Regions from separate parts of the Danio rerio genome. Here region 2 is linked to region 1. Evidence: chromatin contacts called from public Hi-C data. All regions are on one chromosome and are shown on one strand. The core of a region is the stretch at or near the end of the contact, and the rest is flanking DNA. Distances in the headings are between cores, read along the strand shown.

Region 1 (6,001 bases), core at 2,408-4,907:
TTATTACATTGTTGTTGTTTTATCCAATTTTATGTTAAATTTTGACACTTCTGTCATTAGGCAATGTTTAAACTACTGTAATTTTACTTTTTAGATAAGATCGCAGAGATGTATTGTTCAGTTGATACTGAGCCTTTAATTATCATTAGGGATGTACAAAGCATAAATAGTCCTCACTTTAGTTTAGGTCACAAAACTGCATTAAGTTAACTATTGGTATACGCCTGAATACTAATATATAAATGTTGATTTGAATAGTTTATTAATTGTTTACTAACTCATTCTGAATGATCTTAAAAAAATTTCTCTTAAATATTAAATACACATGATTTGTAAATAATGCATATTTAGGTGACAATTATGAAACTTAATTTAGTCATGAAAGATTAATCAGTAACAAAGTATGAAAGTACAATTATTAAGCACATTTTAAATTAATAAATGTTAATGTTTACCAAATAATAAATTCATTATTTGCTAATGCTTAATATTGAGATAATCATGATGATTCATAGTGTGTAGTTATTATGAAGTGTTATCTTTTTTTACGCAGTTGTAAGTTTTTCCCAAAAACACATATTACCCAGTGTTCCATTATTGTGATGGTCTGTTCACATTTAATAAATTTGGTTCTTAAAAACAAACTCAAGAAGAAACTGTTAAGTGCTCACAACTGAACCCTGATGCACTCCTAATATTGAAAAGTTTGGTCTGTCCATTGTGCTTTTGACAGAATTATTAATGCAAAATGGATCAAAGAGGTCTAAATAAAAAACAAGACAAAAATTTAACAGGATGTGAACATAAAAGCCCAGAATACTCACGCATGTGTTTTTTCTCTGCTCGGTACAGAAATGTTTTCTGGAGTCCTGGTAACAGATCTTTCTATTTGAAAAAGAAAATTCTGGTGCTGCTTGGACACATTTAAAACATTTTATAAGTTCTTGGCTGATAAAACCGTGTCATGTATATTTGTCTATTGAAAAAATTGAACTATGCCCTGAATTGGCTCTGCTGGCCAGAAGAAAAGCTCTTTTTAACAGGGATTTCTATGCAAGCTGTTCCTTTATACATCTCAAAACTGTTAATAATAATAATAATTCCTTACATTTATATAACGCTTTTCTTATCCACCACCAGTATATGCAGCATCCACCTGGGTGACATGACGGCAGCCATATTGAACCAGAGCACACACCAGGTGATTGGTGAAGAGGAGACTGATGAAGCCAATCATGATATGGTGATATTTTTAGGAGGCCATGATGGACAAATGCCAGTGGGCTTTTGGCCAGGGTTAAACCCTTACTTATTTTTTGACATCCTGTGATTTTTAATGACCACAGAGAGTCAGGTCCTCGGTTTAACGTCTCCTCTGAAAGACTGCACTCACTGAGCAGTATAGAGTCCCCATCAATACTGGGGTGTTAGGACCCTTACAGACCACAGGTTGAGCATGCCCCCTGCTAGTCTTACTAACACCAGTTCCAGCAGCAACCTCGCTTTCCCATGTGGTCTCCCATTGAGGTACTGACTGGCCCAGCCCTGCTTAACTTCAGTGGGTGACCGTGTGAGACTAGCAGAGAGCTAGCTGCCGGTTGACTTGTTTTTTTTTTAATGTGGAATATTCATTTAGGCAGCAGGCAATGGTTGTTTTTAGGCAAAAAGCGTTTGAGCATGCGGGTACATCACAAAACTGATTTCGGAAATACTTCTGAGGCAGTATAATGGTTTAACGATTTACAAGTAAGTTTTTTTGTGTGAAAACAAAGCAAATCTGTTATTACTGAAATATTCCTTTTTTTTTTAGCAATAAATGAGAAAAGATTGCTTAGAAATGCACACACTTTATTTGAAGGTATTCCGTTAATCCTCGCTATTAATGGTAATCATCAAATATTTACTTCAGCAAACTCCCAATTTTCTTCTTTTTTATAGTTCTGAAAGTAATAGTTGGGTTTGGGTATTGGGTAGAATGAGATCATGCAGAAAATGTGCTGTATAAGTGCTAATAAACAGCCAATATCTTAGCAATAGGTATGTAATAAGCCACTGGTTATTAGTGGGAATTGACACCTTATCTAAAGTGTTACTGAAAGTTACATTTATTAACAGACGATCAACCTTAACCTTTCAGACCCTAAAATACAGAAAAAAAAATTTCTTTGTATGAATTTAAAACATTTAACTAAAATGACAGTATTTAAAGCCTATAATAATAGCACTATTGACAGTGAGAATATATATATATATATATATATATATATATATATATATATATATATATATATATATATATATATATATATATATATATATATATATATACTTGCATCACATATATAGAGCTCATCATGCAGTAGATAAAGCTTTACAAGGTCAGTGTTTTAATTCAGTCAATTTCTACAATAAAGCAGGTTCTCTGTCTTTGAGTTAATTTTGTATGTGTGACAATGACGAACTGAACTGGAGGAGGTTTTCAAGCAAAAGAAGAGCCACACTTACCTTTTCTGTCATCCCAAATGGACCAATAGTACACCAGAACGTTTCTGAAAAGCTGCTATTAAAATTAGCATTTCTGATTAGCAAGCTAGTTTGAAAGGACATCACCCTGATTCCTTCTTTAATTCTGATTTTTTGTATTACTTTTTAGCTTAACTTTAACTAAATGAAAAGCACATAGTTGTGGAATATCACGGGCAGTGAAAGGCATGCCAGACAAAGACATATCTGTAGACAAGATGTGACACAATAACTGGATTTAGATGTGCCTTGTTGCCTTTCTAGCCTAATATGTCGCCTACAGAGGCAGCGTTTTGCACACAGCCTGAGACTGCCGTGTCCATTTCACGTAGAGCAGCTTAAGAAAGATCCTTTCCTCAAAGATTTCTTTGTTTCATAGATTTGCAAAAATGTTGTTGTTTGAGCACCTAATCTCCAAATCCCTTTGGACAGATCCTTTCAGCTCCTGTGTTTCTGCTATGAACTCTTATTTTGAATGTTTTTTGATTCTATTATTATTAGCTTCTTTGGTTTGGCATGTTGAGCACCAATCAGCTTTGTGTTGCAGTGTTTTATAGCCAATTTTAGCATGTGGATTTTCAATATGCTGGCATCTCAGGGGACAGATTGCTTTATACCCTGTTAAGATTGCATTGCTAATGACCCACAGAGAGAGAAGTGGAACACAACAGGTCACCTGAGACCACTGTCTGTCTCTCTTTCTCTCTCTATCTGTGTGTGTTTGTGTGTAGGAGAAAGAAAGGTCTGTATTAAAATTCCCCCTTTGATGGGGTTTGGTGTAGGTGTCTGGGTCTTGGGCAGGTCAGATTTCATTATAGGTCTTTCCTTTGTGCCTCCGTCTGCTTAGATGCTGTAAGACATTCTCATAAAAGAAGATTAAATGGCGAGGCAGAATTCGAGAATAAACACAAACACCCCAAAAGCAGCCAGGGGGTGAAAAGCAGATGAAAAGCAGAAGCAGATTAGAGGAACAGGGAGAAAAATGTAAGTAGGTTTAAGGTCAGACTGTGTAGAAGGAGAGCGGGGTAAAATGAGCCACAGCTTAGTTGCTACTTTCATGAGCTGTGATGTGACCGCTAGACGAAAAGACAAAAGTTAGCCTTATCTGATGGTTCAGGCATTTTTCTCCAGAATGCTGGGAAGTTGGGTAAGATCCAACAGCAGGCCTGGGGTGGGTTGAATCAACAGCTATAAATATGGCACAGCTTGAAGCAGTGCACTGAATTGATTTAAGTTGGCAAAATAATATAATAAAAGATAAATTAAATCCTTCAGACTGCTTTCTTATTCTTAAGTTCTCACATTGACTTTTCAAGTCTTTAACAAACAGCTTATTTGTGTAATTTTTAAGAAATCTTATCTTTAAACTGATAAACAGGTATCATAATATAATAGCAGTTTTTTATTGTCACCTAAATATGCATTGAATATAACTCAAACTGGGTCAACTTACCTCATTTTTGAACGACTGCAATAATATCATAACTGTTGTTAAAACAACATGTGAGCAGGAATGATCAAATGTTACTTCTTGTACATCAGCATAAGCACATAATGAGTCTACATTCACTGTGATGAGGCCTGTTTTGCCCTACAATTGAAATGATGTATATGTTAATTTCTGTGAAAGCTTATGAATCCATGACAGTCAACAGGCCTAAAAGCATCAACTAAATGTTAATTATTATTATATAGTAATTTTTGATCAACGCACATTATACATTGACTTGACATGTATAACATGTATTTATTTGGTTATAGTACATACTTGCCTTTAATTTATATCTACTTTTATAGCTTTTATTGATCATATTCTTTCAGTTTTGTTTTTTATATATTTGTGTTTTTTATTAAAGCTTTTTTTTCAGTTATTGCTGCTGCACCAAAACATAACAGATAAAACATAGTTTCATATATTTAAATTTTAACTAAATTTGTTTTATTCATGGGCTGCGTCTGAAACCGCCTACTACTCAGTAGGTACTGCATTTGAATTTAAAAGTACTACTCGGGCGTTAGAAAAGTACGTTCTATACAGTATGAATGGGAGAAGTATTAATGGAATTTGGATGTACTACATCCTCCTTTTTTTCATGGTCATGTGACCTACCCGCGTCAGTTGCGTCGCTTCACTCCCATTTCCCATTAGTGGGGCTGCATGGGATAGCCCAGCGTGCATGGGGTGCGCACTTCAGAATCTCGTCGGAAGTAGTAGGTCAGGCTAACCGAAACTAGTGCTGCACACATACAAACCCTAAACAAAGCAACCTTTACATATCATTTCCAGTACTTCTCACTCACCACAGAGGGATTAGCTCCTGCAAATATGTCTGATATTATTCAGTCATTCATTTTCTGTTGCATTCATTAATTTTCAGCCTAGTCCCTTTATTAATCTGGGGTCGCCACAGCAGAATCACCACCAGCTTATCCAGCACATGGTTTACATATGCAGCGGATGCCCCTTCAGATGCAACCTATCACTGGGAAACATCCATACACTCTCATTCACACACATACGCTATGGACAATTTAGCTTACCCTATTTACCTGTAGCGCATGTCTTTGGACTTGTGGGGGAAACTAGAGCACCCAGAAGAAACCTGCGCGAACATGGGAAGAACATGCAAACTCCAAACAGAAATGCCAAGTGACCCAGCTAGGACTCAAACCAGCGACCTTCTTGCTGTGTGGCAGTCGTGCTACTCACTGCGCCACCATGTCGCCCATCTGAGATTATTATAAAAACATATAACATGTTGTTTAAAGAATTGTAACAAGATGACAACCGGATACTTTGTGTTTCCTCTCGACTTGCATTGTTTACTTAGTTTTATCACTTCAGTTTTTGCTCTTGTGATCTGATTTGTAGCTGAACAGCCAATGAGAGTGCTTTCTTTCACTAAGGGTCAATGTTGATCCTACATGCTGAATCGGCAAACTCCTTCCTACTACATACCCCAAACAAGCTAGCCTGACAGATGCTCACTGATGGCCTGACACTACACAATGGTGTTTTCCAGTCTTAAAGTGTGCTACATACAGATCGCGACAATGGACCCCCCAAACCCTGACCGCATCTTCAGAAAATATTACAAAAAGCCCATCTTACTCCAATTTCTCTAAACTCTCTGCAGTCACTCACACTAGAAGTGCCCAGTGCTCTTCTCACATAATAACAATGTGGAAAATTGAGCAAAAGGGTAGAGCAATAAAAGAATCCAACCCAGAGGAAGAGCAGCGAGATTGTTTAGAAGATTGTGTTAAGGGTGAACGAGGAGGGACAGAGCTGACCAGTCACAGTCATTAATGAAAGAATACACAAGCGGACGGGCTGCTCGTGTGTGGTTATCAGTGTGTTTAGACAGAAGGCTCTGGATGGGATTAGACTGAGTAGAGGAGATTAAACGAGAGCATTTCCACCTGCTTGTGATTTAGTACGTTGGATAGGAAATGTGATACTGCTTACCGTAAGGGA
Region 2 (6,001 bases), core at 1,858-4,357, 68 kb after region 1:
TTTAGCTAAAAAACGTCCTAGACAATAAAATGAAGGTCTGTTAAAACAGGTTCTAGTACTCCAGACAGTTTGCACTTGGCAAACAGTCATACCGTGTCCGAGATCTCTCTCTATATAATACAGTTTCCTCTCTCTCTCTCTCCCTTTCCCTGGTCATTTCCAATCACCCGTTGCTATGAGAGTAACAGCTCTGGAAGTGGTATGCTGACATCATGCACCGATGACGTCGGCTTTTTTGGTGTGTGATTGTCCTGATCAAAGATCCCACAGCGCTAAACGCTCCCAGAGTATCAGGACCTCTTGGACCCCCCCGGCAGAAAAAGATGTTTTACAAAAGACACTTTTTGAAAGCACCTCCCCAATACAACCCCTGAGTTAATTAAAATCCTGGAGCTGCAACAATAGTGCCAAGTAGCAGATCAAGGCAGAGATAGAGTGTGGCCTTAGGATATATATTCTGGAATCCAAGTAATCAGAATAGAATTCGGCAAACAAACAGTCAAGCCTAAACATTTATAGGTAGACTAAGCAAGAGTACTGGCCAAAGACAAATTGAATTTGTGGTAACTGCAGGGAAGTTTTTTTTTTTTGTTCATTCATTGGGAAAATTGTACATTCATGGAAGCTTTTTTCACCGTAAAACAACAACTTCTTTGTTTACATTTTCCAATTTCAATTATGACTTAACAATATCTATGTTTCCATCCAAAGATGCGAATTAAATTTATGCACAAAACTGGATTATTGTATAAAAGATGTGCAAATAAAGCAGCGTTTCCATTCAATGAGTCAAAGAGAACAAAATCATCACTTGATTAACTGCCATCAAATATCAAAAGTAAAAATGGAATTTACTACAGTAGGAGAATCTGTGTGAATCTTTTTTTCATTTAATAAATTGCCCCTCAGAAGACAATGCTGACATGCAATGAATGCGTGGTGGCATTTGAAGGCATGATATGGCGAGCATAGACGCTCTTGACAGTTCTGGAGGACATTAATAATATATTATCTCTAATACCAAAATGGTTAAGTGTTTTAGAATGACCAAACATTTCAGATGTTTTACAATGTGCTTAGCCTTGCAGGTTTGTCCATCCACACACAATTTTATAATCACATGATCTCTCATAACAAAATCACATGACTTTTTTAATGTGCATACTGGAATTTGTTTGGTAAAAGTGTTTCTATTGTATCTTATAAGCATCTTTTTTTATTGAATAAAAAGTTTATCAATTATGTGCATACATTTTTATGCATATTTTTAAAATTTTATGCACATTTTGCCATTTCCTTCAACCATTTTTAATGCACATATCCAAAATGCACATAAAAACAGGTGAATGGAAACATAACTAACTGCAACTGTGAGTTAACATCCTGCACTCCTGACTTTTTTTTTGCCTCAGGATCGTTTATCCTGCAATTTTGAATAGCAACATTATATCTGGTGGTTTTGAGAAAAAAGAAAAAAATAATTGAATGTTGTGATATAGCTTTGAGGCAGGCTATACGCAATATAGCAGCATGCCACTTTTTGTAGTTGCAACAAGGCACTTTTTAATGGGCTATATGGACACAGACTTTTGAAATTTTTCAATAAGACAGCTCAAGCACTTCTGGTGACTGTCATACCATTACAAAATCACCCCTTTTAAGATCTGATTTCATTAAAACTGACTGAGACATGATACAAAGTGGACATTGGATGGGACAAGAACTACTGAATTAAATTTTGATTGTTCCGCATCATGTCTTTAAAATATGGAAATTGAATTTACCGTTGCTTCTGCTCCTGCCCCGTTTGCATTAAAATGGTCTTTCATCTCGTTTTACGCTTGAACAACTAAATGAATGCCTAAGTCTATTTAATTGATTATATTTTAATCAGGTTACAACATCGATGCTGTAAAAGAAACCTTATGAAATTTTTCTCAGTGGCTTAAAAACACTTGGTGTGCATATAGCCCATTAACTGTGAATTCAGAAGTTTGAGAAATAAAATCTGAATTACAAGATATAAACTTAGATCAACAGGATCTCATCTCTGAATTGCAAAAAAGGGTCATCATTGTATGTTTAAACCTCAATGTTTAGACTTTTTGTTCTCCTCAGAACTCAGAGTCGTTAACTCAGAATTGAGATAAAATGCCTATTTTTATGTTAAACATGGTAGAAACAAGTTTCTGTACTTAACGTAGATAAGATAAACAGTCCTCCTAAATGTATTGAAGTGTTTAGCTTGTTCTTATTTGAAGTGTTTAGCTTGTTCTTAAATATAAATAATTTACTAAGCATTTTTCTTCATTTCATTGTGCTTAAACGAAAAAAGATCCATCATAAATACTAGTTTTAGCCACAATAGCCATAATGACTCAAACTGTAAAACACGCTACCATGCAGCTCATGTGTAAGGCCTACATGTGATTTCATATCTAAAAAATTGTTTGTATAAGGAAATGGTGATTAATGGTCAAAATTAATCTTTCTTAGGCACAGTTCTCATGTGTTTAAGTAGCTTTAAGCCGTTTTAAGCTAGTTTGATTTATGACGGATCTAAACTCGTTTCAGTGTGGGCTGCATAATTTTCCAAGTCAATGTTTTGTGTTCCTCCCAACGGTTTCATCTGCAGATGTGCAATACCTTTGAATGGGTTGTTTGGAGAAAAGCCATGGGCAGCGTATGAATTATTCGATGCTTTTCATGCTCTGCTTTTAAATGATACTTCTGTCAGTATTTTTGGGTGTAGTAGCAGTCTATCCTTCTGAGGTTTGTCTCGTCGTGAAGCTAAGAGGAAAGCGCGCGTGCCGCCTGCTGTTGCTATGGTTACATCCTCACGCGAACGCGACTACTGTTTGTGCGCTAACAACTTTAAACGCTTATAAAGGCATATGCAAGTAGATAAAAATAGAAAGATTTCCGAGAACTAGCAAACTGTGCCCTTGGTGGCACTAAGAAGCGCAAAAGAGAGGAACTGAAGGCGAGTACCGGGGGACCCGTTTCGCTCTCGAGGCGCTGAGAGGGCGGGAGCGCGTTTCTCGGGACTTAACGGACGAACTACATGAGAGAAAGAGCAACAGACAAGACAGAGAGAGGGAGAGAGAGAGAAAGGGAGACTTGCGCGCTTGAGCTGGAGCTGTGTGGAAAAACTGCACAAGGGCAGAGAGCTAACTTAACGTTACCTGAGACCTGCTCACATTTAGGGACCTGTGGATGTCCAGCGCCCTTTTGTGTGCGCAGTTCGTCCAAACCTTTATATGAGGAAGCCTGAAAGAAGACTTTATAAAAGCTAAAGTATAACGTGAAGAAAGGTAAACTGAAAGTGGTCTGTTCAGCATGGAATTACCGGTTCTGGTTTTGGTGGCGTTGGTTCTGCCGTTAAGCTCCTGTACTAAAGTCAACGTGCCGCGTCTTCGCCTGACACACAAAGGTAAGCCAAATGTTTGGATCTGGATAATTTAACTTTTAATGAGTATTCATCAAACGCAAAGCCAAAGATGACTCAATGAAGATGTAAATGATCTGTTTAAGCTTTGTTCGGCTCCTGTGAGGAGAGTCTAGTGCTTTAAGTGTGCTAGTTAATGATTGTCTATTTTCACTCTTTAAGTGAGAAGGTTAATGTTGCCATCGCCATCGTGTGTGTGAATTATTTTACACAATATAACGTTACGTGACACAATTACTGCAACCAGGGACACACGACTCATGATGACTATTATTTAATGCAGTCTGTGATATTAAGTTTTCGAATGATAGCATAATGCCAATCTAAAACCTGTACATTGTTGCAGTATATAGAAAACTATGAAAAATCTTAAACATTTCAACAATGCTCAAAACCCATTTTTCTTTCGTCACAATGTGATTTATTAACGGAATTATTGTGTTGCAGCATGCTCAACATGACAAAGTTGTAGAACAAAATGCAATAATGTTCACTAGATATTTATATTTATGTATTAATATATTTTGTCAATACAAGGCGGAAGATGGAAAAAAAAGTCTTATAATATTGTTTCCAGTAAGCCGTTTCTTTTGTCGCTTTTCGCATTTAAATTGCTTTCCACGCATCCTGCTTTGCGCATTGACTCTTGTGCGCAGTCCCTTGGTGACTTTATCAGATTTAAACCTGAGAGCCCTATTCAGCACGATTGCAGTGGCGTTTCCGTCTTTGCATGGCATTGAACTTCCAGAGAGATGCTGTGGCAGATCTTTTTTTAAACTGTGGGAAAACGCTACGTCAGGACTCCGGGTTTCAGCTGTTCATACTCCGGGATCTCCCATCCTCAAAGTCTCCTGGCGCGCGCACACCTCCCCGCGGTCAGACTTTTATCAAACTACTACTCTTCAACCCAAATGCGTACATTATATGGCTTATTTATTCACAGGAACACAACATCAGATGTTAAACGTATGCAGGTGTACTTTGCGTTTTACCCACACAAGTGAATGAAAAGAAAAAAAAAATGTTTCTTTATCATGCAGTAGCTTTTGTGAGTAGGCAAAGAAATGAAGATTATTTTTGCTTAAAGGGATAGTTCAGCCATATTTTATGTTAATTTACCATCAAGCCAGCCAGAATGTAGGCGACTTGTTCTTTAGTACATTAAATAAGATTTTAGCTAAAACTGCACAGGAAAAAACATAAGGGCAAAATAAATACCCATGATACATTAAGGTCTTATGAAGGAACATAATTGGACTGTTTAACAATATCTGCAATTTTTTTTACAAGAAAATGTTTCCTACTTTTACATATCCTGGATGTTGAGAACTGTATCAGAAAGATTAAAATGAGCAGGTTCAGGTTGTGATTTTGGTGTGATTTTGCCTGTGAAACTCACATGCGCACACTTCATTATGTGTGAATGTGATCAGGACCTTTTGCTGAGGCTGTAGATTACAGGTAATAGTGTAAAATGTTTTATCATCTAGTTGCTTTGCTCAATTTAAGTCCTAAATGTTACACCAGGAGTCAATAGCTGCAAATTTTATTTTGCCTGAATATGTTTATTAGAGGGTGACACGGTTGCTCAGTGGTCACTAGTTCGAATCCCGGCTGGGACAGTTGGCATTTCTGTGAGGAGTTTGCGTGTTCTCCTCGTGTTTGTGTGGGTTTCCTTTGGGTGCTCTGATTTCCTTCACAGTCCAAAGACACGGTATAGGTGAATTGAATACACTAAATTGACTAATGTATGTGTGTGAATGTGAGAGTGTATGGGTGTTTCCCAGTATTGGGTTGTGGCTGGAAGGGCATGCGCTGTGTAAAACATATGCTGTATAAGTTGACTGTTCATTCCACTGTGGTGACCCCTGCTGAATAAAGGGACTAAGCCGAAGGAAAAATGAATGAATGTTTATTTGACTCTAAAAGTTCTGGTATCTGTTGACGTGCATTTTACATGTCCAAAAACGATGGTTTGTGCTAAAAATGGTCTTCTAGTTTCTCCAGAAGAAATAAGACGGCTACATCTATTAACCTTAGGGTGAATAAATTAACTGGAAATTTTTATTTTTGTTAAATTCGTTTTACCCCAGGGTTAAGGTGGTGACATGAATGTGTAGCAGTAGTTAGTTTAATTGTTTATCAGTGCCTCTTAAGTAGTTTTCATTAATGATTAGAAACTGAGTCGAGTGTCCGGTTTCCCTCCAGCAGTGTGAGTGCGTGACTGGAGCGCATCTGTGCAGAGTTTACTGCGGTCATCTAATGCGCGCACAGTCCCTGCGTGGAGCTCTGATTGCATGTAATCGGCCTGTGTTCTTCTCCATGGACGGGCTATTAACTTTGATAATGATCGGCCTAGAGATTTGTCCACTTGGACTACATATGTTTAAATTTTCACAACTGACGGTTCTTAGAACGCCTGTTGATCATTCTGCCCACCAAAAAGGCTAAAGCATGCACAAACTCATCAAGCTGTCAGAGCTGTATGGATTGGTCTGGAGGGAGCATGTTATGCTTTAAATGGGAAATGAGGAATGGCCTGCATATGCCAGC

Evidence for each region. A called contact is a pair of places that touch in the nucleus more often than the background predicts.
Region 2: a Hi-C map of an unstated tissue shows a contact between it and region 1, with 2.3 times the contacts expected there. The contact joins the promoter of sema3bl here to the enhancer-like site in region 1. A contact is called at or near these places in 2 of 18 Hi-C or Micro-C datasets (caudal fin and an unstated tissue) and 1 of 4 datasets of contacts at active chromatin or transcription factors (caudal fin).

What each region holds. Positions count from the first base shown.
Region 1 is chr8:28,350,559-28,356,559 of GRCz12tu, forward strand. It overlaps a transcript of zgc:136971 not described here. Among named protein-coding and RNA genes, the nearest start is that of zgc:136971, 21 kb to the left of the region's middle. Within about 2 kb of position 3,658, at least 5 of the 62 cell types and tissues checked have an H3K27ac peak or open chromatin away from gene starts, as enhancers often do.
Region 2 is chr8:28,418,905-28,424,905 of GRCz12tu, forward strand. sema3bl (sema domain, immunoglobulin domain (Ig), short basic domain, secreted, (semaphorin) 3bl) reads left to right here and starts at 3,108. Exons shown (of 15, transcript NM_001122712.1): 1 at 3,108-3,433. The coding sequence starts at 3,340.